Linked DNA regions of Zea mays: all the other regions are linked to region 1. Evidence: chromatin contacts called from public Hi-C data. All regions are on one chromosome and are shown on one strand. Each heading gives the region's core, a stretch centred on a gene start, on an enhancer-like site or on the middle of the called end of the contact. The rest is flanking DNA. Distances are from core to core; before and after follow the strand shown.

Evidence for each region. Hi-C and Micro-C count contacts between places; a contact is called where the count stands out from the background.
Region 2: a contact with region 1 is called in a Hi-C map of tassel, with 2.2 times the contacts expected there. The contact joins the promoter of LOC100280638 here to the promoter of LOC100277653 in region 1. A contact is called at or near these places in 3 of 25 Hi-C or Micro-C datasets (ear, leaf and tassel).
Region 3: a Hi-C map of bundle sheath shows a contact between it and region 1, with 3 times the contacts expected there. The contact joins the promoter of LOC103653290 here to the promoter of LOC100277653 in region 1. A contact is called at or near these places in 3 of 25 Hi-C or Micro-C datasets (bundle sheath, ear and tassel).

Annotation. Positions count from the first base shown.
Region 1 is chr4:59,098,249-59,102,699 of Zm-B73-REFERENCE-NAM-5.0, reverse strand. LOC100277653 reads left to right here and starts at 2,278. Exons shown (of 3, transcript NM_001151162.2): 1 at 2,278-3,219; 2 at 3,317-3,597; 3 at 3,697-4,233. The coding sequence starts at 2,478. The coding sequence ends at 3,933.
Region 2 is chr4:59,560,940-59,565,390 of Zm-B73-REFERENCE-NAM-5.0, reverse strand. LOC100280638 (carbonic anhydrase) reads left to right here and starts at 1,759. Exons shown (of 5, transcript NM_001371673.1): 1 at 1,759-2,143; 2 at 2,255-2,361; 3 at 2,573-2,843; 4 at 3,044-3,097; 5 at 3,255-3,608. The coding sequence starts at 1,829. The coding sequence ends at 3,341.
Region 3 is chr4:59,438,450-59,442,900 of Zm-B73-REFERENCE-NAM-5.0, reverse strand. LOC103653290 (junctophilin-4-like) reads right to left here and starts at 2,103. Exons shown (of 3, transcript NM_001323537.1): 1 at 915-2,103; 2 at 601-829; 3 at 178-519. The coding sequence starts at 1,771. The coding sequence ends at 355.

The DNA of each region.
Region 1 (4,451 bases), core at 1,029-3,528:
ATATCACGGAAGTACCTTCCCTTCATTGCATCAATTTGACTTTGTTTGATGGTTGATCTCCCGAAGATAGTATGACTCGGTCGCCAGGGTCGATCTTCGGCACCTTCATTCCCACTCTCTATGTCAAAATCTTCATTGTCACTGAAACTTTCAGATATTCCAGCAAGTGTCTCACGAGCAATCTTTTCTGCGTTGGTCTCTTCCATAGCTTTGTAAAACTCGAAAAGAGCTGGGTCGTCAGTCTTCTTCTCGTCAGCCATCAAGTCTTGTTGACATGCCGAAGCTTAAAATTCAATCAAAACCCGGAAGAGCAAGAAAATTTAGAATGACGAACACAGTGTAAGCAGCTAAAATGGCGCAGTAAATGCTCTCAATGCGAGTCCCTATTTATATGCGTAGCGCCTCACGATTTGGTGGGTCCTATATGTCAGTGTCTTTCGCTATTCTAGCGAAGGGAAGGTGTTTTTCGGACCTTCGGCTAAAGGCCTTCATTCACATCGAAGTCTAAATTTGTTACACAGAAACAAATTAATACTGCGAGGGGTCACTGTTGGGGGCCTTCCCCTTCCGAAGGTCCTAAAAACGTGACTAACCATATGTGTTCAGTATGACATACACTGTTACAGGAGGCTTCAACTTTGGGATGAAGTTTTTCTCATGGTAAAGGCGTGTGCGATATGAAGATACAACCCGAAGGTGACATGGATGGACGCGAAACTATGGCTAAAGGAGCTTCGTCTTGTTATGTTAGCAAAGATGAAGGACGAAATTGACCTAAGGGGGAAAAGACTACTTAGTCCTTGATAACTTGCATTATGATTAAGAGTAGATGTCAGGGGCATGAATGTAATCTTGTCCGGGTTGCGTCCCGTGCTTATAAATAAATGAACAGTAACACCGTACTGTTCACGCTGGGTTGTAATCTCTCTCACGTCATTCTCGCACCCTCACCTTTTGGCAAACCGAAGGTACCAATGTAATGTGAATATTATTGATGTTCGTTCGTATTTATAGAATACAAAAATAAATAGATTATTGATACATAATCATGATTATCTTTATTCCTTTGTGTTCCTTTATTTTCTCATTTACGTTTACATTTATATGCTGAAATGAGGAAGGTATGTCCTCCACGACCTTCGTCTGAAGTTTATTATATCCGAAAGGAAATAATGCTTTGAAGGACGAAGGTCTTTAACTATTAATAATTGTGTTGCCTTGTTCTTGATTTATACCATTTGAGAACAAGTCTACAATACCTGCGTCTAGTCGCGCTCGACTGATAGCTTGTGAAGCCCAGTCGTTCAGCCCACGAATCATAGTGGGTCGTGGCCACACAGCGATACCCATCCTCCACAACCCTCAACAAGGAATTCCCAGTCGGGGAATAGCTCCCATCCCCATCCTCCAACGATTCTTTTTTTCATGCGGAGATCCTCACGAACGCTTGCGGATGACATTTCTTCCCCATCCCGTTCCCCGTGGGAAAAAATCTCCGACGAGATCCCCGCCCCGCTTAAATTATAATTAGAACGTACTTTGTTATCAATGTAAAACATTGTCACTTATACACATTGTTATATGTAAAAAAAATATTATGTATACATCAAAATTAACACATTTGTACAACAAATAATCTTTTGATAATATAATTATTTATTTTTCCTCATTAAGAGCTAGTTTGGGAACCATTTTCTAAGGGATTTTTATTTTTTCGAGGAAAAGTAATTTATTTTACCTTAAAAAATTGGACTTCTCAAACTAGCCCTGACTATTAACAAAAATATCTAGACATATAAGTTTAACGGGTCCTGACAGAGAACATGAGAAAAATCCCTGTTTACTATCAGAGAAGATTTTTTTCCAATTATATCTCCATGAGACATAAACTTCCTTATTTTCATCCCAAAATAGAAGAATTTCTCGCTAGGAATCGAACATTTAGGGCCTGTTTGGATCACCACCGCCGATCCCACACCGCGCCACACTTGGCGTGCCGCAGCTGTGGCGGCCGAATCGACCGCCGCAGCTTAGGTGAGGTGTGGCGCCAGAGGTTAGGGTCCAAACAGGCCTTTGGACCCATTGCCGTCTCAACGCCACCCTGCCCGCGGGGCGGTGTAAAACAATGCGCACGCGCCCCGCGCCGCCAAGCGGCACGCGCCAACTCGAAAAGGGAAGGACGAAACCTCCCCACCATTCCAATGTTTCGAAATTCGAATTTCACATGCCCAGAGAAATCCCCCGGAATCCCTTCGGCAGTGGTCGCCATAATTTGGAAATCCAAAACCACCCACGCCGCGCGGCCAGGGCTCCTCCCCTCGCTCCTTTTAAATTTTGAACCCCATCTCCGTTCGAGCATCAAACGAATCGCGCACGCTTCCCTGACTCATCCAATCCACGCACACCAACCCCCATTCTCGGCCGCCACTCGCCGCTCCGGCAAGTCTCCAGAGATACGCGTGCGGTGCGACGGCGGTATGGACGCACTCCCGGATGGCGTCGTGCAGCACATACTCTCGCAGCTCAGCAACGCCCGTGACGTGGCCGCCTGCGCCGCCGTCGCCCGCTGCTGGCGCGACTGCATGCCCTTCCTTCCGTCGCTCTATTTCCCGCGTGGCGCCTTTGAGTCCGTCGGCGTCGGACCGGCGTCAGCCGTGGCCGCGGCCGACGATGTCATCGGTCGGATGGTCGATGCCGCCGCGCGCCTCGAGGAGCTCGTAGTGTACTGCCCCTTCTCCGCGTCCCTGCTCCCGCACTGGCTCGCGGCGCGGGCCGCCACGCTGCGCGTGCTCGAGCTGCGCGTGGAATCCGCCGCCGACGACAAGTCGGGCCACCTGGACTCCATCGGGGTGGCCACGAGCCTCGAGGAGCTCAGGCTGTGGGCGCTCAGGATGACGCGCGCGCCCGCGTGGGGCCAGATGGAGCGGCTCCGCGTGCTGGAGGTCGTCGGCGCCGTGCTGGAAGACGCCGCGGTCAACGGCGCCGTCGCCGCCTGTCCCAATCTCACCGATCTCGCGCTGCTCGGGTGCGAGTGCGCCGGAGAGGCAGTCATCTCGCTCGCCCATCTCGAGCGGTGCCGGCTCGATTTCGTCGGCTCCGGCAACACTTCTCTCAGGTTTGCCGCGCCGCGCGTCTCGTCCCTTGAGGTCCAGGGCTTCTCATTGATCTATCTGCAAGGTGGCAACCGTCTCAAACATCTCACAATCTCCAAGAACACTGGTACGGTCCGCAGGTCTCTTTGCGTCCCCCCGCAGAAACAGATTTTGGTCCGTATCACATTGCCTGATAGTTACTATTCAAAAATTGGATATTTTAGGTAGTGTGTATCATGTGGAGATGGGGAAGCTCCCGGAGTTGGACCATCTCTCGCTGCGCGGCGTCCAGTGGAGCTGGGGCGCCATCAGCTCGGTGCTGCAGTGCGCTGGCGAGGTGAAGCACCTGGTGATGAAGGTTGAGTTCTGTGGTGATTATGACACGCTGCAGCCATTCCCGGAGCTCGACCTCGTGGAATTCTTCAACAGCCACCCGAAGCTTCACAAGTTCGAGATCCACGGCGCCATGTTCGCGGCGCTGTGTCAGAAGAACAGCCTGAAGAAGGTAAGCCATGCCATACCATACCACATCTATGTTAGCAATATTTATCTTTTGAACTTGTAGCTGGTGTATGGCCTAGCTAACTTCGTTTCGTCAATGCAGTTGGATTCAAGGTTCGTGATTCCTTTCTTGGAGCACGTGCTGGTCACCGTGCGGTCACCCCTGAATGCTGAGCAGAAGCTGGACACCCTCGAGTCCCTTGTCAGGTACAGCGTGAGGCTAAGAAGGATGGTCATTAGGATCTCGCAGATGAAGAATTGCCACGGTGCCGCTGATGATTTTTTTGCGGAGATTTGCAAGTTCGCTTACATGAACAGTGGGAGAGTGTGCATAGAGTAGAGGTGTTGCTGCATTTGCCATTCTTGAATGAGTTAGCACTAAATCAAGGCAGTTTTTTTTACCCAATGCCGTTTACTTGTGGCAGTTTATTGGATAATTTATAGTTTGTTTTGTTGTTCACCCAGCTTGAATGCATCTGCACTTGAGGCCAGAAATCATTTGGTTAAATTTGTTACTAGTCTAAGTATTGCGCCTGTTTAACTGTACCGTTCATTGGTTCCTGAAATGTAATAATCAACCTTGGTTTGTTACTGTTCTTTAATCTAAACATCTATATATATATATATATATATATATATATATATATATATATATATATATATATATATATATATATATATATACGAACTAATGGAAGCCCAAGGCTTCCATTAGGACCGGGAAGCCCCAGCCAATTAGACGGACCCGGGTAGCGCGTAGGTTTGCTCGTCGGTTTCCTGGTCTGGTCGAACCACAGCGTAAATCATAAGCCAACAAAACGTAAACGCGTTTGTATTTTAGCGTAAAAGGTATACGCG
Region 2 (4,451 bases), core at 510-3,009, 460 kb before region 1:
GTAGTCCTTGAGCTGAAGGTCTTGCTGGGAGAATGTGATCGGTATATGAGACCACTTGGACTTAATGAAGGGTCCCTGCACTCTAACATGTTGTACCCTTCTATGTGCTTCCTTCTTCTGCTTCTTATTGGCTGGTTCAGAACTTGAGCCGCCTGTGATTGAGAGCACCAGCTTCGTAGCCGAAGGTGTCACAGCTTGGTCGCCTTGCGAAGCCATTGTCGTGGTTGTGGAAGTGAGTTCACCAGAGGTGGGCACCAATGTTGGTCATTTGTTCTCAAATGATGTGAATCAAGAACAAGGCAACACAATTGTTAAAAGTCGAGGACCTTCGTCATTCAAAGCATTATCTGCTCTTGGATATAATGATCTTTAGACGAAGGTCATGAAGGACATACCTTCATCATTCATAAGAATAATAGTACATAGAGATAATGAATGTAATCCATCGGCTTATAAACATAAGTATTTCATAATGTATACATGAACATTAACATAATCTACATTACATGATACTTTCGGTTTGTTTGAAGGTGTTGATGCGAGAGCGATTACAATTCAGCGTGAACAGTATGAGGGTACTGTTCACCTATTTATAAACACGGGACACAGCCCGGGTAAAAATACATTTATGACCTTAACATTTATTCATAACTGTAACATAAATCATTAGGGACTAGCTAGTCTTTTCCTCTTCGGCTCGGCTCCATATTTGATCTTTGGCATTGTTTTAAGCCAAAGCTGTCGTCCTTCGGTGGTAGCTTCGGTATTCATCATTGTAGCTTTCAGACGGTATCTTTGTCTCGAGGACCTTCGACAGAGAGAGTCCTCAAAATTACTTTGCCAATGATGCCTTTGTCTTGAGGACCATCGGCGGAGAAGAAGACCCCCAACACCCTATAATTAACCCCGTTGCACAATATATTTCTCGGATGTAGTTGTTAGCCAGTGGCACAATTTACCTAAGTTTTCCTACCCCTGGTTACCCTATAAATACCCTCGCCCTATAGCCACAGCGGCACACATAACAAGATGTTACGGTTTCCTACCTAATGTTTTTGTCGTGCATCATGTCTCCCACCTGCTCCCGAGTGTATGGGTCCACTTGTAAGGACCCAAAATGATATCGACGAGGCTCCACGTAAAGATGTCAATTAGGGTCCATATGAAGTGCTTTATTTGAAGGTGTCGACAAGGTTTTGTGTGAAGGTCTTGGTATGAAGATGTCGATATGATGAGGCTTGATGTGAAGATATTGATCAATATGGCCTTGTGAACGAATGATAAAATGCATATAGTGTGTTAGCTTTAGAATTTTAAAGGCCATGTTTTGTTTTGTTTTTTAACGAAGCCTCCGACATGTACCATGTTAGCACAACAAAGCTTTTTTTTATTTGCACGGGGTTTTCGACCTGTCGGTCTGTTTTCACTTTTGCTTGTTGTTCATCGATGTTGCATATATTTTATTACACCAAGATTTGGTTACAAGAATTTGTTGTTTGGTTCTGAGGCATGAATCGTAGTCCTGGCTGCATGCCTGGCCCACACCATCCTCTATTAAACCGATTTTAATATCAAAATGTTATAGACATTAAATATAATAATACCATACTGTATGATGGAAAGAGACTCGATCGTAAAAGTATGGAGTTTTATAAGAATAAAAGTTTCTTTTTTAAAAACAATATGAGTGTGTTTTGGCATTAACACACTGACGAGACGACGGCCTTTTATATACTCGGACTCGGTGCGGGGGGGCACTTCATCCCAAACCAGTTCAGCTTCCAAAAAGGCAAAGCAGAGCCCGCAAGCGGAGAGGCTACAGAAGGGTATGGGTCACCTCCGCGGCCTCACCGCCGCGCGGCTCCTCGCGGCGGCCTTCCTGCTCTCCGTTGCCGTCCCGGCCGCCAGAGCCCAGGAAGAAACCGAGCACGAGGAGGAGTTCAGCTACGTCGTCGGCGACGAGAACGGGCCGGAGCACTGGGGCAGCATCAAGGCGGAGTGGGGCAACTGCAGCGCCGGGCGGATGCAGTCCCCCATCGACCTCTCCCACGAGCGCGTCTCGCTGGTGCGGTCCCTCGGCTACCTCACCCACTCCTACCGCCCCGCCGAGGCCGCCATCGCCAACCGCGGCCACGACATCATGGTACGTGACGCGACGGCAAGGGGGGGAGGGGGGTTCGCTAGCTGGTGGTGCATCATGGTGGGAAGCATTGGTGCGTGGCGTGGCTAGTGCCAGCTGACTGTTTGGTTGCAGGTGAGGTTCAAGGGCGACGCCGGCTTCCTGGTGATCAACGGCACGGCGTACTACCTGAAGCAGATGCACTGGCACTCGCCCACCGAGCACACCGTCGACGGCCGCAGGTGAGAACGAATGAATGGTGGTCTGCTGGTCTCGTCGTCGTCGTTGAGAGCCAATAATATAATAAAGACTCGACGTGCGTACGTGTGGACCGCGTAATTCCTCATTACTGCTTGCTTTTTATAGATCGTCGATCGAATTATGTAGCATGTTGGTAATAGATAGGAGTGGTAAGTAACGACTGGTCCGATCGAGATGCTCGCTCGCTCGCAGGTACGACATGGAGCTGCACCTGGTGCACGAGAGCTCGGCGAACAAGGCGGCGGTGATCGGCATGCTCTACGAGATCGGCGCCGAGGACCCGTTCCTGCAAGCGCTGGAGCCGTCCATCCACCGGATCGCCGACAGGCAGGACCGGGAGGAGGCCATCGGCGTGGTGGACCCCCGGCGCGCGCGCGGCAGGGCCAGCGTCTACTACCGCTACGTGGGCTCCCTCACCACGCCGCCCTGCACCGAGGGGGTCATCTGGACCGTCGTCAAGAGGGTTAGTGGCCGTGGCCCCGCTGCGCAATTTTCTTCCCCGAATTCCAACCAAACGGCATCATTCGATCGATCGTGAGTCGTGACTATAGCGCTGACGTCCGAACAACCGTGTTTTAAAACGAGCCAACATGTCTGGTAGATTTTGTAGCATTTTTTTTTTTGGCTGAGGTTGCTGAGTGTACTTTAATTTCGCGCATGCAGGTCCGCACCGTGTCCAGGCACCAGCTGGAGCTGCTCAGGGAAGCCGTGCACGACGTAAGTTCATGACGTCGCTTGCTTCTTAGTCCCAAATGTGTTTGACCAGCATTCTGGATGGAATGGAAGGCGCCAGGAAAGCTGGTTTTAGTTTGTTTGTTTTTTCTCAGCCTGATTTTTATTTATTTTTTGTCTCGCGTGTGTTTACCTGCTTCAGGGCATGGAGAAGAACGCGAGGCCGGTTCAGGACGTCAACGACAGGGACATCAGCATCTTCCGCCCAAAGCCACACAAGCACTACTAGTACTAGCTATGGTATAGGTTGCACAGTCCAGCAGCGCGCGTAGTTGGTATCGATCAGTAGTGATGCACGAGCTAGCTGACGCGGTTCAGTGTTGGGGAGAGGTGTCTGCTGTATATGGTTACGGTTTTGTTTTATAATTCTTTCCATCTATGTTATAGGACGAAATAAACAGACGAGGATCACCTTCAGGTCCACTCTTCAGAAGAAGAACAAAAAAAAAAGGAAAAGAGAACATGTCGATGCGCATGTGGCTCGATCGATTTGATTATTGTTGTTGAGTAGTTGGCACTCAAACATGACCTATCTAACTGGCACGGTCTTTTGTTAAAAAAAATACTATGATTTGATTGTCGTTTAGCAGGACGAGTCACATGTGTACAGTATAAGCCTATATATATTCTTCAGCCAGCTAGATTTGTGTCAAGAAATGTTTCACAAGTAGTATGTCAGTCAAATCAAAGAATGATACTAACCATAAATTAAGCCCAAAAGTTTCAATTATCGATTCCTCTTCTGTCCGCCGCAGCCCTTTAACCAGCAGCTAGCTGTAGGCTTGCTGTAGCAAAGCCAAGGACAGCAAGATGCACGAAACAAGGACAGGAACAGGACAGACACCGCGCAACGAAACCTGACGACCACGCGGGCCCGCGCCATGCGCAGCTCAGCTGTGCTTTTCGGACCATGTCCATTGTCCAGTGCGCCGGCCCATTCTCGTTCATGCATGTCTGGTGATCCGTGTATGAACGGTGAAGACAACGGCAAGTGTGACGAGTTACCGTTGGCCAGAGAGACGACAAAAATGCGTGATTCCGCGGTTGGTGGAACGACGAACAAGTGTTTTGATGAATCTGAAAGAGAAAAACTGCAGTGGTGGAACACTCGGTCCACTCCTGGACCGATGCCAACTCTCTAAGATCACATACCATGTGTTTGGTTACTGTAGAAGTCGAACATGCCAGCATAAGTCTAGCCAGTATTGGTAGAACCAGAGTGAGTTCATACAAGCGCTTCTGTTTGGTTGTTTGTATAGACTCGTGCAGATTAAAGGCAGACTTTGTTTGGTTATTTGCACTAAAACATGTATTAGAGAATGGTGCATAAATAAATTTT
Region 3 (4,451 bases), core at 854-3,353, 340 kb before region 1:
AATGCACATACAGTACAGGGCGATGCAGAAAACAGAAAAGCACTGACAGATCATCTCCACCGACCACCATTGATACACATGGATGGAGTGGAGACATGGACTATGGAGCAGTCTGCACAAGGAGGAAGAGGAATAGGGTGAACTTGCTCTCAGCGATCCAGCACGAGGTGAACCACTTCAAGAAAACAGCAGCAGTTCAGCCCATTGGTGGCTGCCGCCAACCGTACTGGTCTCTCCAACCAACACGGAGCATGCGGTTGTGCTGCTCCGGTCGCGAAACTCAGCAGCTAGTCACTGCCGCTCTTGGCTAGTCTATCCTGTTAACAGGTGAAGGGCACAATTCTTGAACCCAATTCACACATCGATGAAACAGAGCTTGCCATCTATCCTGTTCTGCACTGCCTTGATCGCAGCGACACGGGCAGCTGTAGCCGCTCTGTTTGCAGCCATGACGGCCTTGTTCACCTGCTCTTGTACTCTTGGGAGGTGAAAGGCGCTGTCTGCAGCCCTTCGAGCAGCCTAGTTGCACAATGAGAGAATTTGAGCAACTGAAGCATGGAGGCGGCGTATCAATTATAAATGTTGGGAATTGTTGAATACCTGCAGGGCACGCTGAACAGCTGGGTCTGACAGAGGCAAGGAGCTCTTCAGAATTCCAGAATCCCACTCCCCGGCTCGTTCATCCCCACTCCCAAATACGTACATCCCGAACCCCTGTTTCTTTCCTTCGTGCCAAGATCCCTCGTAGCTGTGTCCATTGGCGAATCTGTACGCACCGAAACCCTGGATCTTGTCTGCGAAGTACTCCCCCGCGTACAGATCGCCGTTCCTGCAGAGGATTTTGTTCTGCAACCGATGTTACGGTGTTCACCTGAAATGGTAGCGCAGGCGAGGCCGTGCTTCACGGTGTTCACCTGAAATGGTAGCAGCCGAGGCCGTGCTTGACGCCGCACTTGAACTCGCCGGCGTACGTGCTGCCGTCGGAGCAGGTCTGGGCGCCGATACCGTGACTCTGGCCGCCGGCCCACTCGCCGGCGTAGTCGTCGCCGCTGTAGAATCGGTAGACGCCGTGGCCGTGGCGAAGGCCCTGCCGGTACTGGCCGCGGTACCGGCTGCCGCGCGCCCAGCTCTCGACGCCGTGGCCGTCGTACTTGCCGTCCACCCAGTCGCCCTCGTACTTGCCCTTCCCGAAGAAGCTGTACACGCCGCTGCCGCTGCAGCGGCCCCCGTGGAACTCCCCCTCGTAGCGGTCCCCGTTGCTGTAGAACTCGACGCCCTCCCGCACCTCCGCGCGGCGCCCCAGTCCCAGCCCCAGCCCGAGCCCCGCCCTCCGCTTCCAGTCCCGCTGCTCCTCGTCGTCATCTTCGCCGATGAACCACCGCACGGAGGCCTCGAGCGCCGGGGAGCGCGGGCGAGCGCCGCGGAGCCGCGCGACGGCGGCCGCGGCGGCGAGGGCGAACCCCGCCGCGGCCGCCAGGAGGGCGAGGTGGTGGCCGCCGTCGCCCCCGCGCATGAGCAGCGCGGCGAGCGCGAGGACCGGGAGGAGGAGGAGGAGCGCGGACTGGGCCGGGCCGGGGCGGAACCGGTGGTGGGCCCGGCGGAGCAGCGCCCGAGGCTTGCCCAGTGGCGCCTGCGCCTTCTTGTCGTCGGGTTCCGGGTCGTCGAGCGCGTGGAACGATGCGGTGCCGGGACCCGCGCGCATGGTAGGCGACCGGAGTAGCGACGACGGCGTCCTCGTCAGCTTACCGGCTCCGCCGCCGTGCCCGTCCATGCCTCCCCGCCGACTCTCGCCCCCGCCGCCGCGTCAGCTCCTCTCCTGCTCTGCTTCCCCCGCGACGAACCGTGCTCTCACTCTCTTTCGTTGAACGTCGAGCTGCCTCCCAGGCGGTACGGATCGATCGACGCGGAGGGAGTGGTTGGGTAGTGCAAGAGAAGGAAGAGAGGAAGGGGGGCCGGAGAGGTGAGTTTTATAACCACCGGACGGCGATGGGCAGCTTCCTTCCCTTCGCGGGCTGAATGAACTCGCTGGCAGCGCGAACCGCCGCGGCGAGATGTGATCCCCGCGCCGCCTCCCGATCTCGACCCGATAGGCGGGGAATCACACCGTCGCTCTCTCGTCTCTGTAACTATATTCAAACTTATATTTATAATCTATATTATAAAATAATATTTTAATGAATATATATAGATAGACTACTCGACACGATCTTATTAGATTTTTTTAATACACTCATTCCCTCAATACATATAAATTAAAGTGAATAAAAGAGTATCTAAACAAAGACCTTAGAAAAAGTATAATAAGGCTGACTAAGCGGGCTCTAAACAACTTCATGTCATCAAAACCTAGGTGGCAGTCTCCCTCCAGCGCATTCTACCATGAGAAAGAGTCTCCTTGCATCCTGCTGCGGGAGTTAAGGTTGGCTCTTTCTTTTTCCAGTCAATCCAAATGATTCCTATGTCAAACATTGAATATCTTCAGCTTAATTTAATCAAATTAGATGAGAATAAGCTTGCTATATGTATTAGTTTTATTATTGGCTCTTCATGATGTGGCAAGAGTATGGAGCCTTCAGTTGGTTCTTCTATTAACCTTGCTCTTAGAGGGAGTTTGATTTTGTCGGTACCCCGTAACTGGGGTACCCACTTGTACTGTGTCAAGATAGAGACCTATGTGGTTACCGCACACTAAGGAACTGAGCAGCCGGGCCCACGGGACCGCACACGTTTGATAGGGTCGTTGGCCTCTGGACCTGCTCCCGGCTCAGGAGCAGGTCCTATGTTGCCACATGTCCTGGGAGGGGAAAAGCTCAGGAATAACACCAATGGTCCGGACCTCATGGGCGGGTGCAGACCCCCACTTATGTCACACTCGGTTTCAGAAGGCAAACCGAATGTGAACCATGTAAGTGAAAAGATTAGAACTTGTTGGGGGCCTTCGTCTTCCGAAGATCCTCAAAAACACGCTTAACCATTTGTTTTTAGCATATTATTAAGTATTATAGGAGCTTCGTCACCAGAAAAGCTTCGATATAGATCGATGGAAGTACGACGGAGCAAGCTTCATCAAGATGAAGCAGGTAGGAGACGTAAGAAGAAGGTGTTGTTCAAGCTGTTAAGTGCAAATGACAGTACTGTCCTCATGTCATTTGTAAACCTTGTATGTAATTTTTGAGGGTATGTATGTAATATCGTATGAAGCTGTACGATTGCCTATAAATAGATGAACAGTACTCTCGTACTATTCACGCTGGATTGTAATTGCATTCACGTCATTGCCTTCAAACAAGCCGAAGGTACCAATGTAATATGAACTTTGATATTATTAATACATTCAGTAAAATGAATATGTTGCATGATATTGCATTGGTAACTATGTTTTTATATCTATGATTGATGAAGACATGTTCTTCAAAACCTTCGTCCAAGCTTCATTATACCCGAAGGGGAATAATGCTTCGAAGGACGAAGGTCCTTAACGTTTAACAAATGTGTTGCCTTATTCTTGATTCATAACAATCGAAAATAAGTGGCCAACATTGGCGCCCACCTCTGGTGAACTCAAACGACCACCTTCGTCAAGAAAAACTCGAACAACTACCTTCGTCATGCCACCGAAGACAGCAGTGCTAGGGGCTGCCCTTGCACCACTGGGCACCAATCAAGATGGACTCCTTCTAAGGGAGGTCCAAAGCTAGAAAAGGAAAACTATTAGCCCAACACCACAGGAAGAAGAGTTGGACCAAGAAATTAGGGATCTAGAAGCTATTCATCAACAAGTGGAGAGAAGAAGGGAGAAGATGCTTTGGCTGACTGAGCTCCAGAAAAAGATTGATGAAGCAGCCGAAGAGATGCGTCACATCACATAAGACAACGAGCAAGGGCATTAGCCACAGTAGAGAGAGCTTTGTCAAGAAAGCCCAAGCCATGATGACGTATGGTATGATGACTTTCATCATGATAACATTGCTTTTGATGATGCTTCCCCCCTCGCTACAAAAATGCAGGCTACCCCATGGCCACCTTTATACAAACCACCCCAACTTCCCATGTATGACAGGCATTCGAACCAGAAGCAGTTCCTCATGAGTTACGAAGCAACTATATCATCATATGGTGGCAACACCGCTATCATGGCAAAATCCTTCGTCATGGCAGTCACGAGTGTTGCTCAAACCTAGTATTCTTCTCTTCGGCCAGGAATAATCACATCATGGTAGAAGTTGATGGGCATATTAGTCACTAGCTTTCAGGGCTTTCAAACGAAGCCAGTGACTGCTCAAGCCCTATTTCAGTGCACACATGACCATGAGGAGTATTTGCAGGCATACGTCTGAAGGTTTCTGCGTCTCAGAGCTCAGGCGCCAATGGTGCCAAATGAGATTGTCATTGAAGCCATAGTCAAGGGACTTTGTCTAGGTCCAACAGCATAATATTTCACCAGGAAGCCC